Linked DNA regions of Triticum aestivum: region 2 is linked to region 1. A link is a contact called in public Hi-C data. All regions are on one chromosome and are shown on one strand. The core of a region is the stretch at or near the end of the contact, and the rest is flanking DNA. Distances in the headings are between cores, read along the strand shown.

Region 1 (6,852 bases), core at 176-2,675:
TGCAATGGTGCATACAGAGTCTTTTATCAGAATTTCTAATTGTTTGGTGAATTTTACAAATAGTTGCAGAATTCATGAGCATAATACTCTGCAGTGAAACCTGAGGAAAACTCAAACATGAGAACTAAGCCTAGCAAGACAAGATTACAAGAAAAATGCAAAATACATGGACACGAGTGGCCGATGACGTTGGACATGAGTGTTCATCAATACGACTTGGTCCACTGCGACAGTGGCCGATGACATTGGACACGAGTGGGAGATCCAGCAGCTTGATCAATGATGCAGGGTGGTGTTCTATTTGATAGTCAGGAGTAGTTCTGTGGTTTACTTCGTGATGGCCAGGGTGTTCCGTTTCCCATTCTGGTTGTAACAGACTCTTTTCTATCTTAGTGATCTAAACACTCTTATACTTATTTCTTTACAGAAGGAGTAACACGCAATACTCATGCGTGTTCTTTTTTGAAATAAAAAATTTCCAGATGACAAAATTATAGCATCCTTGTTCAACACAGCAAGGCAACAAGGGATTGAAAGAGATGAGCCAAAAAAAAGGCACGATGCTCCAACAAGAAGGTACACCTGATGAATGTACTGCAGGGACCTCACAAACTGTAGCCAGTAACAGTGTTAAACAACTAGGCCCATTTGGTTGGCAGAGAGTGAGGTCTTAATCAGTGTTCCCATGAAGATGGCGGTTTTTCTACACGCTATGCACATTTCACATTTGGTCCATGAGGAGAATGTAAACTTGCATTTTACATTTACCCTCGCAGCGCACAGATGCAGTGAAAAAAGAAACACTTTCCTCGTCTTTCAAGAGGCAAACTCACCCTCTGCTCTGGCGCTGGTCTTCTGGGTCTTCACGAAGAGCGACTTCTCGAAAGCCAGCTTGGAGGACGCGGAGGGCCAGTCATCGGCATAGTACTTGACGGCCACGCGCTTCCCCTCCGCGTCCAGCACGAGGATGTTCTTGACCGAAGGGCAGGACGCCTGCACGGGCAGAGACCAAAGCCAACAACCTCTGAGAAATAATCACTCCTGGCAGGCGAAATTCGTGGAGTAACACATCGCAGTACGCTAATTCCGCCGAGACAGAGATGAAAATTGCGCCAGAAATACTTGATTTTGCCATCCGTTCTGGGGCATAAACCCTAAGTAAACCGGGCAAACGGAGACGCGCGCGGTCGGATTTTGCCGGAGGAGGGGGCGGGTCAAGGGATTACCATGTCGAGGGGGGAGGAAGAATTTGCGGGCGCCGGGAGCGGGACGGACGACGGCCAGCCGGAGGGAGCGGCGGGTTGCTGCTGCGCGAGCGCAGGCGAAGGGAGGGCGACCAAGACGAAGATCAATAATGACAACGAGGACAGAGTGGAGTAGTTTTTTTCATTTCCCTTTTCATTTTCGTGTGAGAAAAGCGTTGGTTTATGCGGACCCGGCCCAAGCTACGACCGAGGCTGCTTATTGGGCTACCCTGGGCAATTCTCAGTTTCATTGGGTACCCATTGCGACAGCCCCGCAAGGATATTTTGGTAGGCTGAGAGTGCGCGTCACGGCCTCCTCAAATCCAGAGATCAGTCGTCGCAAGTTCGTGGAATTCAGGTGGCTCCTTCGGCGCCCCCGGTTAATCACTTTTTATTTGCTCATAATAGCCTGTTGTTTTCAAGGCAAATGGTGCAGGGGCGAGGGAGGTGTCAAATTTACTGAATTCTTATTGTCAAACTTCAGACCAAAGGATCAACAGTAATAAGTCCTCGGTCTTTTTCAGTAAAGGATGTCCAAAGTCTATCAGGCGGAAGGTTAAAGCTATACTCAATGTGCAAACTAAAACTCTTAATGAAAAGTATTTGGGTAATGCCATCTGGTATTGAAACTAGTAAAATCGGGGCTTTCAAGTATCTAAGGGATAGGCTTTGGAGCAAGGTTAAGGGGTGGATTGAGAAAGCAATATCTTCTGTGCGTAAAGAAATTTTGATCAATTCAGTGGCGCAAGTGGTCCCAGTGTTTTCTATGTCATGTTTTAAGCTCCCGATGGGGCTGTGTGAACACTTAAACAAGCTCATACGACAATTCTTTTGGGGGAGCAAAGAGGGCAAGAGAAAGCCTCATTGGGTCTCTTGGCATACAATGACACAACCAAAAAAGTAAGGCGGGCTTGGTTTCAGAGATCTTGAACTCTTCAATCTTGCACTATTAGCCCGACAGGCATGGCGTTTGTTGATTACGCCTGACTCTCTGTACAAAGTTTCACAAGGCGATTTATTATCCGGAAGAGAGCTTCTTGGATGCTGTTGTGGGCTCTCACCCCTCGCAGATTTGGCGATGGCTGATGGAGGGGAGGGACATGCTAGCTCAAGGTTTAATCCGAAGGATAGGCGATGGGGGTACCACGCAGATATGGTCACACAATTGGATTCCCAGGTACACTTCAAATGAAGCCAATTGCCTTCTTGTCACCGAATCCGCCATGGCGAGCTAATCTTCTACACCAGTTTTTTTTTGCCAGTCGATGTTGCGGCCATCAAGAACATACCTTTGTGCACCATTCCCATGTCAGATTTTTGGGCTTGGCAGTATGAAAAGAAAGGCTCTTTCTAAGTGAAATCAGCCTATAGACTGCTAGCAGAAACAAAGAGGAGAGGAGATGATCTGCTTGATGGGCGGACATCAGTTTCAAATTTGTCACAGGAGGAGAAGGGGTGGAGTTCACTTTGAAATATTAAGGTCCCTTCAGAAATCAAAACTTTTCTGTGGAGGCTCGCTAGGCATTCCTTGCCGACGGAGGATGCGAGAAAGCACATGCATATGAGTATAGTCGGTAATTGCCAACTATGTGGTTGCATCGATTCCTAGAAACATTCCTTAATAGAGTGCTCAATGGCACGATGTGTATGGTCTTTGGCTAATGAGGAGATAGTGGAAGAGATGGCTGATATTACTGAACCTAGTGCCAAACACTGGTTATTTCATGCTCAGGAGTCACTATCGCACGCACAATTTATGGAGATGGCAGTCACATTGTGGGCAACTTGGACAGCCAGACGCAAGGCATTTCACGAAGAGGTCTATCAAATGGCAACACACAAGTTTGTACAACACTTCTTAACAGAGCTGGAAGCTATCAACGAGCTGACCCATAGGATGAGGAGGAGGCCATCAGTTCGTATGGCTGCACAACCGAGGTCGACTTGGACGCCCCCGCCGAGCGGACACATGAAAATGAATGTAGATGCAGGCCTATCTGACATAGGTGTAGCAGCAACAACAACAGTCTGTCGGGACAATACGGGCTCGTTCTTGGGCTCGTCGGCTCTTGTGTTTTTAGAAGTTACTGACCCTGCAGTGGTCGAAGCCATAGCTTGCCGCGAAGCACTTGCGCTTGCTAAAGACCTATCACTTCAGAGTTTGGTGGTGGCAAGTGATTGCAAAACAATAGTTGATGACATACATGGAGGAGTTGTAATTTTATTTTCGAAAATAGAGCATCGAATACTGATGCACATAATCTTGCCAAACACTCTTTATCACTCGATCAGGGTCGCCACCTGTGGCTCGTTCACCCCCATGACCCTTCGTGTATCCAGCTTAATTGCCTAGCTAGATGAATAAAGTGTTGGCGACTCTCAAAAAGAAGTATTGGACGCTCCTTCGGATTTTGTTCTTTCTTTTTTTAGCATTTTCGGATTTTAGATGCTTTTTCTGTTTTTTCTTCTTTTTGTCTTTTGTCCAGTTTTTCTTAGTTTTTGGAGAAAAAAAATCGAGAATCTTTTTTTGCTTCTGCGAGAGGCAGATTCACTGCGCGTTTTTTCCCTTTCCCGAGAGACACGGATTCGATTCTCGTGGAGACACAGTTTTACTTCCGCGAGTGGCATAGTTGTGCCTCTAGGAAAGGGGAAAATCGTGTTTGTTTGCTTCTACGACAAGCATAGTTATGCCTCTTGAAAAGAAAACCGAACTTTCTTGTTGCTTCTGCGAGAGGCATAGATAAGTTTCTCATGAAGGCACATGTTTGATTTTGCAAGAGACACAAACTGTGTCTCTCGAAAAGAGAAAAAAAATGTTTTTTCTTCCGCGAGAGGCATAGATTTGCTTCCGCGAGAAGCATAGATTTGTTTCCACCAGAGGTATAGCTATGTCTCTCAGAAAGGGGGAAACATGTTTTTTTCTTCCACGCAAGGCACATATTTGCTTCTCATGGAGGAACAAGTTTGCTTCCACGAGAGACACAGTTGTGCCTCTCGGATAGGAAAAAAATGTTTTCTTTTTTTTTCTTTTTGGTTCTTTGGAGGCACAGATTCGCTTTCACAAGAGGCACAACTATGCCTCTCGAAAAGAGAAAAAAGGTGGGTGAAATCTTGCCTCCAGCTTGGTTTTTCTCAGATTCTTTTTGAAAATAAATTCGTCAAACCTATTAATATGGGATATAGTGAGAAATTAAACGGTGAAAACGGTCCACGATTTGGTCACATGGTTTAAGAGTTAAAACGTTTGAAAAAACGAATCAACAAAAAAAGAAACTTCCAGGTTGCGACAAGTGGCGCAAATACAGATGCAACTTGTCGCATCCTGGAAAGGTGGGAATAAACTTTGCAAGGGTACCCTTAATTAGTGATGTCACTACGTCTCGCTATAGCATCTCTCGTTTAAAGGTTTTCCTCCATCGCTCATTTGGGATCGAGTAATCTTTCGATCCTCGCTCGATCGTTGCACTGGTTTGATCCGGTTTTATTTCAATTTTTTTGTTTTCTTTACGGTTTTCTTTATTTTCTATTTTTAATCAATTTTTTCAAATTTTTAGGCTCTTATCGGTTTATTTGTTTCTTCACAGTTTTATTTTCCTTTTTTGCTTTTTCATCGGATTTCTGGCTTCTTTCTTGTTTTTCCCTTTTCTTCAATTTTTTGTTTCTTCTCGGTTTTTGTTCTTTCTTTCTTTTCTTTTTTTTTCAATTCTTTTCTCCAGTTTTGTTTTCTATTTCTTGGTTTCTCTTCATTTTCGCATAGATTTTCATAGTTTTATTTGAGTATTCTGTTTTTCTTCATTTCTGTGGTATTTCTTTTGTTTCTTTGTTCTGTTTCTTTTTTTTCTTTTTCTTCAACACATATCTATATTTTTATATATAATTGTAGATTTTATGTGTACATCAGGATTTTTGTATACACACGTTTAATATTTTTCAAATACATCATTAACATTTTGAAAAAAATTGTTTGATGACTAATTTCTTAATAAATATTGCACTTTGTTGGTATATATCAACAAAAAAGTTATTACGTGTTTAACATTTTTATAATGTAAGATTAACTTTTTTATACATGATCAATATTTTAAAATTTTAATTTTTATATTCAAATTTTAAGACATGTTCTAAAATTTTCATATATGTGAGGAACAGTTTTTTTACACGTTTAACATTTTTTTCAATAGATGATTAAGATGTTTTCAAATTTTTGTGTTTGGTGACTACTTTTTCATACACATTGTACATTTTGGTATATATCAAGAACAATGTTTTATACATGGTTATATTTTTGAAATATATGATTAACATTTCTTTGATACATAGTCAACATTTTCTAAAGTTCATGTTTTTATGTTCAACATTTTTATACGCATTAATTTTTTTGGTATCATCAAAAATACTTTTATACATTTTCAACATTTTTAAAATGTATTATTAACATTTTATCAAATGCTCCATTCAAAACGTTAAAATATATGATCAACTTTTTTCATTAACATTGTATTTTCATATACATGAGAACATGTTTTCCTATACACATTTAACATTTTAGATTAACAAATTTAAATATTTTATGTAGAGTGTTTTTCTAATACTTATATCTAGAATGTTTTTTTGAGGGGTATATCTAGAATATTTGGCAGTCTAACAAAAGTAAAATAATGAAAACAGAAAACAAAACAAAATAGAGAAAAACGGTTTTGTGGCCTCCAGCGAGCTAGGCTGGCCCAGTCTTGCGCTCCCTCAGGCGAGGCTGTCCTACGTCTCGCGTCAAAGACATAGGGGCGCCCGGGCTATGCTGCTTATTTTATGTGAAAGAGAAAATAATACATACCTGAACGTTTCTAAAGAAATCTAAAAGATCCATATCATTTTTGTGGGGTGAACTATATATGTGTAAATTATGAAAATTTTGACCTCAGAAAAAAAATAAACTTATTTGTTAGTATTTGCACGGATCAAATTATATCATATTTTTAAACAAAATTTTACTCGTACACACTACACGTCCGCACCCCAAAAGTTGTATGTGTGAGTATATTTTGGATTTCTTTTTGAAAAAATAAGTGCAGCTTTATCCTTTTATAACTAATTAGGCATGGATTAAAATGATTCAGACATGATAATCTCTTTTCAAAAGTCTAAATTTCTCTTTTTTGACCAATTTTATAAAAAACCAGTACAAAAAGTATTAAACTAAAAAAATATTCCACAATGGATCTAATGGTATTGGATTTTCCTATGGCAAAGAGGGGAACTTTATTAGTTGAGAGATGTTGATTTTGACAAAAAAAGAGTTCTACAAACTTTCTGAAAGACAGAAAGAAGTTCAAGTTCAACCTTTGAAATTTTTAATACACCTGATGAAAAAGAAAAAGAGAACGGATGGGGTTATTTTCAAACGACTAGTGAGTCCAAACATGGTCTTAGGCTCGGTCAAAAACAAAAAATAGTCCAAGGCAAGAAAAGCCAAGTCAGTGAGGGACACCTTTTTTTTTTCTTAACAACATGTAAGAGAGAGACATACAACCACACGCAATGCTCACACCGTCACGCAACCACGTACGCGCACACGTACATGCCAAACCTTGTCGATCAAAATGGAACTCTG
Region 2 (6,564 bases), core at 3,529-6,028, 390 kb before region 1:
AAATGTTCTTGTAGGGAGGAAGAGAGGAATAATTTATAGTCTTGACACCCCCTCCCCAAACCCCTAGCAATATATATATTGTCTTTTGCATCAACCATCATTGTCAACAACACGACCACAGGGCCTCACACAAAGATCGGAGAATTTTGAATTAATTATACAGAAAACACAAATTGTTCTAAAAAAAATCAAACACACTACAATTAACATTACCCTAGAGAGACTAATGGAGTAGTAGGCGAACTATTATTCTTTTAGTGGTATGGCATGCCCATCAACTGTGAAGTGTTTGTGGCGACATTGTTAATCCATGAAGTGCAGTAGATGAACCAATGTCTTGGCTCGAGACTTCGTTAGACGATCTCAATTTGTAAGACCTATATTTGTACATGACGTGGGCGTGTTTTGAGTAATAAATGTTTTTAATGGTGAACTAAGCATACTTTAGATGGTCTAACTACTTTCATGGAACCAACCCACTCAGGTATAAGTCCTAGACTTGCATGGGTGTTAGCATATTTCCTAGATTTATTTAAGACTTTCTGACACTATTCTTTTAGTGGTATGACATGCCTGTCAACTATTAAGTGTCTGTGATAACTTTGTTAATCTTAAGATCTATCGGTCTAGCTCTTGAAAGTGCTTATAGTGATAGGGTGTGCATGCCTGCTGTAGAAAAAGTAGCGGCCTCTCTCACTCTCGAAACATAAAGTAAAATTTGGAAAAGAATAACATGTGAAGATTTTTAGCATGGCAAATCAAACATTTTTCATGAGAAATTATGTTCGTTGAAGATGACAACTTTGATTGGCGAGCATGGCAAATATCTCTCAATTTATTTTTTGCCAGAAAATCGTGTGTTTGCAAACAAAATTTGCCATCCTCGTGTCAACATAAATTGCCATGAAAATATCAGATTTTTAGCATTTTTGTAAAATTTTACTCCCTCCGGTCCTTTCTACTTCACGTATTAGATTTGTGTCAAGTCAAAGTTTGTAAAATTTGACCAAATTTATATTAAAATATTAATATCTACAATACCAAATATGTATTTTATGAAACTATATTTCATAATGAATTTAAAAATATTGATTTGACATTGTGAATGTTAATACTTTTTTTATAAGTTTGATCAAAGTAGAAACACTTGGCTTCAACAAAACTTATATGCTGACTAAAAAGGAACGAAGGAAGTACAAGCCATAATCCTTTTTGAGCTAAATGCAAGAGGGCGATCGCCCCACGTGATTTTTCATTACAATCTTAAACATGCACATCAACCAAAGGAGCGACATACTCACACGAGAGGCACATCCGAGTTTGAGGGAGGAGAAGGTCAATACGCCGAGCTTGTTTTTCAGATGGAAAATACTAGCACCTCCTAGATAGCCCACAGACATGAAAATGAGAATTTTGACCGAACAAATTAACAACATCGAAGCATATATGTACAAATACAAGTATATCTCTATTTTTCTATAAAACTAGCAATGTGCCCGTGCGTTGCAACGGATCCAAAGTAGAATAATACATGTTCACAAACTTGAAAGAAAAACACTCTAGTAAGGAATGAGGTGAGGGAAGGATGTGGTTGGTTTCAAGATAGTAAGGGGTTTTCTGCAAATTGGAGCAGAGAAGTGGGGCCTTGTTGCAAAAATGCCACAGCTTAACTCACAATCATTAGATGCAGATCTGATGGTTAGAAATGACGGATGGCAGACACACCATCATCACCAACTGAGTTTTTTATAGGAGTAGAGAAATCTGAGTTGGTGGTGATGGTGTGCCTGCCATTCTTGATTTACAACCATCGGATCTGCATCTAACGGACATGAGGCAATTTGTGGCAATTTTGCAAAAAGGCGCCCACACTTATGTAGATATTTTAAGATAACCCCATGTCTCTCCCGACTAGCCACATCTCTCTACTCCTATAAAAATCTGAGTTAGTGGTGATGATGTATCTGCCATTTTTGATTTACAACCATTGGATCTGTATCTAACGGACTGGAGGCAATTTGTGGCAATTTTGTAGAAAGGCGCCCGCACCGAGGTACATATTTTTAGATACCCCCTGTCTCTCCCGACTAGCCACATCTCAGGAAAAAAACTCCATACAAACAGGCAGCAGTCGATAGTGTCAGAACCGATCTACCGCGGCGGCTATTGTCGGCGTTGTCTGGCCCACGCTCCTCTCCACCCTGTCGCCCACCACTACCACGACTCTCCCCTCCTCGTTGTCTCCCCCACTCCCTTCCTTCCTCTGCCCGACCACGACAAGTACGACACTGACGTCATCAATTGGCTGACACGTCTCGTGCTTCTCCTCTGTTGTAGTAGTCCGACCACCCATCATCAACACCACACACCCTCATCCTCGACATCCCCTCCGCCCCCTCCCACGACTCCTCCGACAACCTACGCATCACAACTTTGCCTCCGGCGGCGTCCGTGCCCCAATAAAGCCCCTCATGCCTCCTCCATTTCCTGTTGCAACAACCCCTGCCACCACTGCCCCCGGCTACATGTTGCTCATCCTCAGCAAAATTAGCTCCACCTACTACTAGCATGGAGCATATTTCTTGTGATTTGTGTTTCTCCTGAAGCATATCTTTTGCTTCCAGAGCAAGCATTTGGCCTCTGTTTTTTCAGCTATCGTTTATTCTATTCATCGATATTGTGATGTATAATGACTATGGAGTCATGCATAATTAAACATATCTTGCCTAGTCTCAAGTTGGTCTTGTTAAGCGCTACTTCGACTTCGAAACCAGACTTTACTTCCTTTTCTCTATCTGTTATTTAGTATAAAATCTTCTTGTGAGATCATCTGCTTTTTTATTAATGGAGGTGACTAGTTTTCATTGTTTGAAATAATAAATGCTTTGTTTGCGCTCTACTCTTATGAAAGAGCTCGTGCTTTGTTCTCTAAGAGTTGACCCAATTGCGAGTATTGTAGTATTTTGTTTCCAGCGAGGAACTCAATGAAATACATGTGAGAAGAGACTTAATAGTTTCTCTCATGAAAATTTATCAGGCTGGCAGATTTGATGGTGTCATATTTAGTATGTTTTTCGTTAACCATAGATAAAGATATGTGATGTACATGCGTAGTCTGATAAGAGTTATTTTACATGAATAAAGGGAAAATATTTGGTCTGATAAACACCCTCAAATGTGTAATACCAGATCAATCACTAAGTGAGGCAATTTGGCTCCATGGATCTAGGGAACCTAGAACTTTATTTTATTTGAAAAGGATATTTAAAAATTCCAAGACAATTGATTTTTCCCTCCGGTATAGTTGTTCTCCACAAATATGTAAAATTTCATTAAATACTATATGATGATGTGCAAGCTACGAAATAAATCAAACAATTTAGCCTCAAAACAACAAAATTTCCTGACTAGAACCGGTTGGCTGCTCTGGAGGCCAGGCCAGAGCAGTGTGAATCTGCGGCGACATGGTTGATGGATTTGGACGAGGTGCGACAATGTGGTGACGCGGCTTAACTACTATGTTGTGCTTCAATAGACTTTGTGATGAGAGAGGGGATTAAGTCGTTGACTGCGGGTGCTGATAGGAGGGGGTTGTGCGGGTGTCGGTTTACAGCGAGACAACTGTCCCTCCCGTTGTTTCTTCCGTTGCAACGCATAGGCATTGTGCTAGTAGTTTAAAGAATACTGTGCAATAGTATGTCATGATCGTTCTCCAATTTTACTCAATCATCACGTAGTTAGTACTAATTCAGTTAGACACCGTTTGTGTCTTTGGAAACAAATAGTAAGACTAATAAAGAACATGGAATCTAAAAGAGAATAAAAACAACAATCAGAATTCGGAAGAGAGCCTGCTGATCTACAGGCTAACGACATGTCAAGGATTACGTTCCAAATTTTGTCAACCATCCTCTCTGAAAATTACTCAATCATCATGTAGCTAGTTATTAGTAATCTAATTAAACTCCATCCATGTCTTAATAATTAAACAAATAAATCAAGCCATCCATGTAGTATAACACGGAATCATCATGTATGTATTGTATATGCACATCCTATCTATACAAGTATATGTTGTTATGTTCTCTGTGAAGGCTACACAAGCAGATCAAGCAGCTGATGCCCGGAGCTGCGATCGGCCGACGTTTCTTGCCCATCGCCGCCGCAGTCGTCCATCGGCGGGTAGTTCAGGTCCGGCATGACCTCCTGCTGCTGCGTCCCGCCGGAGCTGGCGTCGCCGTGCACGGCAGCCGACGACGTCGACGGCCCCGGGGGCGCCTCGCCCCTGTGCCGGCGCATGTGGCCGCCGAGCGCCTGGCCCATGGAGAACTCGAGCCCGCAGACGGCGCACTCGTGCACCCGCGCCCTGTCCCTCTCGGCGGCGCCTTGGTCCGCGGTCTGATCGTGCAGTAGCATCCGCGCCTGCAGCCGCGTGTGGCTGGTGCGGTGCCCGCCCAGCGCCTGGAACGACGTGAACCGCTTGCTGCACGTCTTGCACTCGAACACGCCCTCCGCCGCCAGCGCCCTCCTGCCCGCCACGGTCGTCGTCGCCGCCGTCACCGGCTTGCTGCCCGCCGTCGCCGTGGACGACGCGGCGGGCGATGCCAGCGAGAGCAGCGCGTCGGCGTGCACCCGCAGGCTCTCCATCTCCTTGCTCTCGTGCGCCTCCTCCCTCGTAAGTGTCATCACGATCGAGATCGATCTATGTAACCAGCTGCAAGTGCTATCCCCTTTTCTTCCTGGCAGCGAACTGAAATTCCAGTCACGCGCACGCAGGGGCGCATATATACGTACGACCGGTAGGAGTTGCGGGTAGCTGATCTTGTAGAGAAGGAGAGTTGTTCACGTCAAAGTCGGACGTGCGTGCGTGCGTGCGAACTAGCCAATGGCAGTGGAGCCACTCAAACTCAAGCTAGGCTTGGCCACGAAGAAACGTGCACGCACGCGGTCGCGCTCGCTAGCTCGTTCAAGCATGGGCGTGGCGCGCCGGGGCACATGGTTAGGCAATAAAAAGTTTGCTTGCTTTCTCGCCTCGTCGTTCCAGAAGCTGATCGATCACGAGAGAGCGATGGCGATGGTTAGCTACTAATCGGTATCGCTCGTCGACCTCGCATCGCCATCGCGTGGATCGACCACGTACTGACGCGCGCGGCTACACGTACGTGCGCACGTAAAAGCGATCGCCCAAGGCTTGCTGCGTTGCGACTTGCGTGGCGGCGTAGGTGACTGGATCATATCGTATTCGTATCGTCCGCGGCCGTGGTTTTGTGGAACAGATGATGGACGACGCCTCGACGGGTGTTTTTCACGAGTGAATTAGGGAGGGTTTCGTGTGACGCCACGCTGCGGTTCTCCATATTTTTCGAAGAAGAAGATGGCGCGCTCTCCGTGACTCCGTCGATTATTCGTTACTTGTTCTCGTCGATCCACTTGTGACCCTTTCTATCTGTTCCGATGCACACGTACGTAGTGTATATCTTGACTAGTAGTACTCCCTCCATTCCACAATGTAGTGCTTCCTCTATCCTCGTGCTTCAACTTTGACCGCAAATTTAACTACCAAGACCGATTGCGGCGGAAGCAAAAATTATATCAGTGAATTCGTATTCAAAAGAAGTTTTCAATTATATATTTTTTTCTCCCGCCGCAGTTGGTCTTGTTGGTTAAATTTATGGTCAAAGTTGGACCTCGGGAAGCGTGGGCGCACTATATTTTGAAATGGAGGGAGTAGTATATTCCGTGCGCGCGTGGACATGCATATCTTGATTGACGAACGAAAAGCGCAGTGGCCATTCCCGCACGCTAGATGACGGCGCCAGCTGGATTGGAAGTTGGGCGAGCGGTCGAGCCAAGTGTGTGGCCAACATCTTAGCTGCGCGGCCGGCGGGCGGACCACGTCGATCGTGCGAACCCACACGGCGGCGGCGGCGGAAGCCTGCGCGGGACGTAAGGTGTGATGTGCGAGGCCACGAACGCCGGAAAGGTGCGGGGAACTGTTCGGTCACCCGCTTCCGCTCGCTGGCGTGAAGATCCCGCGGGAAGCTCTTGACTTTTCTGGCGTACCCTGCCATTTCTTGGGCGGAAAGCAGAGTGCCAATTCGCGAAGCGAATTCTTGGAGTGTTTCAGGGGAAACGCGTGGAAGGAAGAGTACACCAGCCACCCACAGTTCTGGTCAGAGGCGGGTGGTGATATGGATGCCATGCCGCTGCCCCGCCCACTGGTACTAGGATATTTATCCGGTAAGCAGATGATGGGGACGTCGGGTCAGGTTACGCTGGCTGCTGCGAGTGACTAGCAAGGCAACATAGTTCGATTATTATTATTAAGCTTGCGCAAAAAAAAATTATTAAGCTTGTACGACACTGTTACTCCGAGTGGTTGGATTTGGATATGTACCTGCTTCTGCTCTGCCGTCGTTGAGACGGAAGCCATCGCCGAGTTGCTGGTACAGTCGCATTCAGGAGCAGGCGAACTGCGAGAGGGTGCATGGTGAATTACTATGTGCCGAACTTCTCTTTTGGTTGTCGTGTGTGGGAAATGACGAGGTTTTCATGCTGCGTGCG

Evidence for each region. A called contact is a pair of places that touch in the nucleus more often than the background predicts.
Region 2: a Hi-C map of leaf shows a contact between it and region 1, with 2.7 times the contacts expected there. The contact joins the promoter of LOC123065903 here to the promoter of LOC123071352 in region 1. A contact is called at or near these places in 2 of 5 Hi-C or Micro-C datasets (both in leaf).

The regions. Positions count from the first base shown.
Region 1 is chr3B:627,390,795-627,397,646 of IWGSC CS RefSeq v2.1, reverse strand. It overlaps LOC123071352 (coatomer subunit zeta-1), which reads right to left and starts at 1,425. Exons shown (of 6, transcript XM_044494893.1): 1 at 1,227-1,425; 2 at 834-993. The coding sequence starts at 1,229.
Region 2 is chr3B:627,784,465-627,791,028 of IWGSC CS RefSeq v2.1, reverse strand. It overlaps LOC123065903 (zinc finger protein ZAT11), which reads right to left and starts at 4,778. Exons shown (of 1, transcript XM_044489097.1): 1 at 3,922-4,778. The coding sequence starts at 4,686. The coding sequence ends at 4,096.